Regions from separate parts of the Gossypium hirsutum genome. Here region 1 is linked to region 2. The links are chromatin contacts, called in public Hi-C maps. All regions are on one chromosome and are shown on one strand. The core of a region is the stretch at or near the end of the contact, and the rest is flanking DNA. Distances in the headings are between cores, read along the strand shown.

What was found. Hi-C and Micro-C count contacts between places; a contact is called where the count stands out from the background.
Region 1: a contact with region 2 is called in a Hi-C map of hypocotyl, with 2.6 times the contacts expected there. The contact joins two enhancer-like sites. A contact is called at or near these places in 2 of 34 Hi-C or Micro-C datasets (anther and hypocotyl).

What each region holds. Positions count from the first base shown.
Region 1 is chrA08:40,522,508-40,525,207 of Gossypium_hirsutum_v2.1, reverse strand. No RefSeq gene overlaps it. Among protein-coding and RNA genes, the nearest start is that of LOC107946629, 22 kb to the left of the region's middle. Within about 2 kb of position 1,352, at least 3 of the 9 cell types and tissues checked have an H3K27ac peak or open chromatin away from gene starts, as enhancers often do. A contact at or near this core is called in hypocotyl, where this site is marked.
Region 2 is chrA08:40,313,646-40,316,345 of Gossypium_hirsutum_v2.1, reverse strand. No RefSeq gene overlaps it. Among protein-coding and RNA genes, the nearest start is that of LOC121205256, 170 kb to the left of the region's middle. Within about 2 kb of position 1,370, at least 5 of the 9 cell types and tissues checked have an H3K27ac peak or open chromatin away from gene starts, as enhancers often do. A contact at or near this core is called in hypocotyl, where this site is marked.

The sequences.
Region 1 (2,700 bases), core at 103-2,602, 210 kb before region 2:
GACAAATTTAGTGTTTTAACGTTAGTATTTTTTGGTCAATTTGGTTTTTTAGCTAAAATTTGACCTCAATCTTTTAAAAAGAGTCGAATTGTTTCTTTTAAGAAAATATTGACTCAACTAGCAGCCTATATAACCATCCATGTGTACTTTATGTTAATTTTTTTATTTTTTAATATTTTATATTTTGAATATATTTATATTTTTTAAAATTTTTTTGATGATGTGGTATATAAGACAAATAGTGTTATGTTAATATAAAATACACGTGAACTGTCATGCAAGTTGTCATGCCAACATCATAAAAAATTAGTATTTCAATATAAAGTACAGGTGAACTGTCATGCAAATTGTCACGCCAACATCATAAAAAATTAGTATTTTAGTTAGCATTTCCGCTTAAAAAATTATTTAACTATTTTTGAAAAGTTAACGGCCAAATTTAGATAAAAAAGGAATAAGGATCAAATTGAAAAAATGTAAACATTGGGGGCTAAATTAATCATTAAGCCTTAAATATTTGGCTAAATGGTCTAAGAAACCCCTGAACAAAAAATACACCCAATTGAGCCCTCAAACATTATATTTTTCATCAATTAAGCTTTTACATCATTAAAGTTAATAGTCAACCATTATCAGGTAACACTTTCTGTTTTATTTCAATTTTTGAGTTATTTTCATATGTCACACCAGGATTATGATGAGAATAAGTATTTTCTATTTAAAATCTAATTATTGTATAAAAAGTTAAAAAATTAAAAAATAGAAAATATAGAATGTGAAATATTATAAAAGTTTATAGAAAATTATAAAATTTATTATAAATGACAAAAGACAAAAAATTATTATAAAAGAAAATAAAGAAAATAATTAAAACCTATTAATATTAAAAGTTATATTAATTTTAATAATTTTAAATTTAAAATATTAGTTTCCATCGCATGGTACAATCTTTGTGTCACATGTGATAAAAATAACTCGAAAAACGAAATAAAACTTGATAAAAAATTATAAGAAAAGAGGGTTCAATTGAATGTATTTTCTTTATTTATGACTTAATTTATTTTTTAAAAAAAATTCAAGAACTTATTAATAATTTTTCTATTTTTCTATCTTGCCAGTTCCATCTCTTCAAATTTGTGGTGTTTGGATTTTTCATTTTTCTTATTAAAATTTGAAAATAAGCATCAACATCTCACATTGAAGATTCCAACGCAAGCATATCGAAACCAAAAAGAAAAGAAAAAGTGGAATATGCATTAAAAAAGATGTTATGATATTAAATATATATTTTCATTCATCTAAAGTCGAGGTCCCATTCTTATCAACTGAATTCCTTCTAAATAAAGAAAGCGAAAGATGTGATGCTGGCGCCATTCTCATTACTAGATAAGACCAGAGGTGTTTATGGCCCCGCCAGTTCCACCCCTTTTTATTTCTTCTTTTTTTTTTTAATCGATAGGATTTGGTTTATTTTATTCTTGAAAAATAAAAAATATTATTCATTCTGTATTTGGATATCATATAGAATTGGAAGAAAGTATAATTTGTAATTCAGATCAGATATTATAAATTATAATTAGATAATTAGATAATTTTAGATTCTAAGAAATAATATTAACTATTAAAAAATTATCAATAATACTTGAGAAAAAAATTTACTAAACATACAACAAAACTAGATGATTTCAAACCATTGTACGTAATATGCTAGCCTAAAAAAGTATTCTATATTAAAATTAACAAAATAAATAATTACTTAAATAATTCTTTAGAGAGTCTTTTCTAAGATCTTTTTGATATTTTTTAAAATTTAAAATTATGTAATTATATAAATTACTTTTATATTATCAATCATAACATAAAAAATTATGATATAATTAGATCTTATTAATTAAACATATCTAAAAAATTAATTTTTTTATAATTATAAAAAATATATAATTACTACTCTGATAATTATACTTTCATCCAATAATACAATTTAAATTAGATTCCATTTGTCCATCCTTTTCCTCCAAAGGCCACTATTGTAACACCCTGAATTTTGGGGTTAGAAGTTTTAAGTTTTGTGGTTAGGGTCAGAGAAAGAGGTGTGTTATTATGTTTAGTTGCGCGTTTAAATGATAGAATGGGCTTGTTGGTCTGGTGGTCGGTTGTGTGTTAGTTTGCCTTTGAGTTCTGGGTTTGAGTCCTTGTGTGTGTGTTTTGGGTGATGTATTTTTATATTGATTATAGTGGACTTGTTTTAATTTAAAATATAATTATTACTTTTATTTTTATTTTTATTATTTTGGATTTTTATATTTTTTTTGGGAAGTGCATGTTCTTTCTTCTTCTCTTAGCTTTTTTTTTGTTCTTCTAAATTTCTTTTTGAAAATGGTGTTTCTTGTGGAATTTGGAGAGTCGCTTGCTCGTCATCAAGTCGATGTTCGGACTTCTTTGATCGCAAATCAGGCGTGGGTTTCGAAACTTTTCTATTTTAATTGTGAATTGTAATTTGTTTTTGATAGAATGTGGCAATCTTGGTGTCTTTCGAAAGTTGGTTGTCGAAGTTCTAAAGTACTGTTGTTTGATATGGAAATCTACTCTGGTTAGTGTGTTTCTGAGTCCCATCTATTGGGGGTCACTTTAGTGATCAGAAAACTCGATTTTCAAGCTGTTTGTGGGTGGTTTCGTGACCACATTGGTGGCCACACGAGC
Region 2 (2,700 bases), core at 121-2,620:
AGTAGTAAATGGAACTATGTTTCTTCATTCTGACACTGAATAAGTGATTATCATTTGTGGAGGGGATTTGCACTTTTTTTTTTTTTTTGCTAACAGGTAATTTTGTCTCATTAAGATAGTAAAATAATCCTTGAGCACGTAGCAAGGTCGTGTCCCTCCTGCCCCTTCCTCGACCCATGATCAATGTGACAGGAAACTAAAAAACTGAGTTGAGATACCCTTTAAAGTTGGCGATTCAGTCAGATTCTAGAAATATTACTTCTTTCATTACATTTTGGTAAAAAACTGCAAAATCTACTACTTTGATAACTTTTTTGTTTTTGTATTATTTTAAGAAAGCAATAATTAAGAAAAGAAAAAAAAAAGGAAAATGATGAATAACATTACAAAATCAGTATTGTTTGAGTTAGTTTAGATTGATTGGTCGGATAGATTAAATCAAGATATCAATTTAGAGAGTAGTTTTAAATCAGTTACATCAAGAATTAGGGCCGTAGCTAAGGGTTGCAAGGCCCCGCCCTCTTAAAATAGAAAAATTTTCATTTAGATCCTTTAAAATTTATAAAAATTTAAATTAATAAAGTAAATTTATATTTTGACCCCCTAAAATTATAAAGATATAAATATTAAAATGATTAAATTATATTTTTATTATTATAAAAATATACAATTTAATTTTGCTCCTCCTAAATTTTTTTTATAATTTTGCCCTTGTTGAGAATTCATACAAACTAATTAAAAAATCAATTAAATAAATTAAAAATTAATTGAATCAACTCTTGAATCGAATTTTTAATTTTTAATAATTTTTTAATTAAATCGATTAAATTAACAAAATCAGAATTCTACCTCCACTAATTTAAAAAACAATGTAAAGAATGGAAAAAAAAAGGAAACCGCCTTGGTTTTCTCTTATTTTGGTGGCACCCAGATTACACGAGATGGGTGGACACAGGTCCAGAAAACTGCTTTAATTTTGAAATCGCGAAAGGGGAAAGGAGGGGCAACCCACATCCCCACTTGAATCCACAAAACTGTAAAGATAAATTGTTTTATAGCTGTGAGAAGCATATGGGACCTGTATTAGTTATCATATCAACTTTTACATCCCTGGGATATCATTATCTTATTACCTGTCAGATTCTCACCCAAAGTCGAAAAGAGATCAAATTTCCCTGTGATGTAAACGGTGGGAAATCTAGTCATCATATCATCATCAGATATCCTAGTTATATCTTGACTCAATAAATGGTGCTTTTGTTTTATACAAATGTAAATCAGATATGCTAACATTTGTAACTGTAGTTTCATAGTTCCAAGGTGGGCTCTCTCATGTCAGTGAAAAACTTTGATGCACTTTCCTTATTTGCCATTATTATTTAGAAGGTCATGACAAATGACATGCCCCATGTCCATGAACCAACCACGTGGGATGTTTGATGATAATTGTTTGGTCCTTTTTCTTTCTCGATAGGATAAGGATGGATTAATGCAAGTTTTTCTCTTTTGTTTGCTATATAGGTCCTAGTTCTATGTTCTTACAAAACAAAAAAATGTGTAGACTATGAGTTGGCAAGGAATTCAACTATATATTGTCTCTTTGTGGAGAAATTGGATTTTTAAGATATCTATCTATTTATCTATAGTATTTTCTTTAATATTAATAATCTTCTTATCCTATATAATGCGTTAATTATTAGATGAAGTGGAGTTGGTCAGCTCAGATGATGTTGAAACCTGCAAAATGATTTTTCTTTTTAATTGCACTATGAAAAAATAAATGTAGAATTTGTATTTGTTGAAGTTGGAAATAAATTTATGGAATATCATTTCATTGAGTAGTTGTATTTGGTTATAATTGCAAAACGAAGAAGATGATATTGCATTAATTGCTTGTCTTGTTATGCTTCTCTTAGTTTGTATATTTCTTATTGGGATTGCAATTTGATCTTCGGCGGCTAAGCTGATTGCGTATATTAGAATTTTGAGTGTTTGAGCAAAGATCAACTCGCCTTCTCATGAATTATATTTGGTACAATAATTGTTGTACTGTTGTTTATCCTTAATTAACATTTAAAATATAGCCAATTAATCGCTTTTTCAGTTCATATTTTGTTCAGCTCTTTTGGGTCCTAACTCTTAAATTTGCAATGTCTTCTGGGGATACAAAACCAAATCATTTTTATAGTTTATGTCACTTACCCAAAAGAATTATGTAAAAACAATCAAATTTTAGTTTAAAGCTTTGGGATTTGGTGTCTTAAATCTTTTTTTAGATTTATTATGAATTTAAAAATTATATTTTAATAAAATTGAAAAAAATCAAAGTTTAGATAATTAAATTAGTGGTTGAACTGATCAGTCCTACTAATTCAACTGGTACGTCCATTTGATTAAATAAATCATTAAAAATTATCAAAATAAATAAATAAAAATTAGTTCAAATGTTCCGTACCAATTTTCAAGTTAATCAATCTTATGCCTTTTCCTAAGCCAGTATTTCAATCGGTTCTCAATCCAACCAGCCTCACTGGCAAGTCCAATTTGATTTAAACAACCATGAAAAACACTTCATAGTAATATTTGTTATTTTTTTAAAAGATTGATTTGTAGACTTTTTTCTAATTAGTTGAGTCCGATTAACTTGTAACACTAACTTAAGACTTAATAATAATATAGTTAGATGTCAATTGAGTTTTA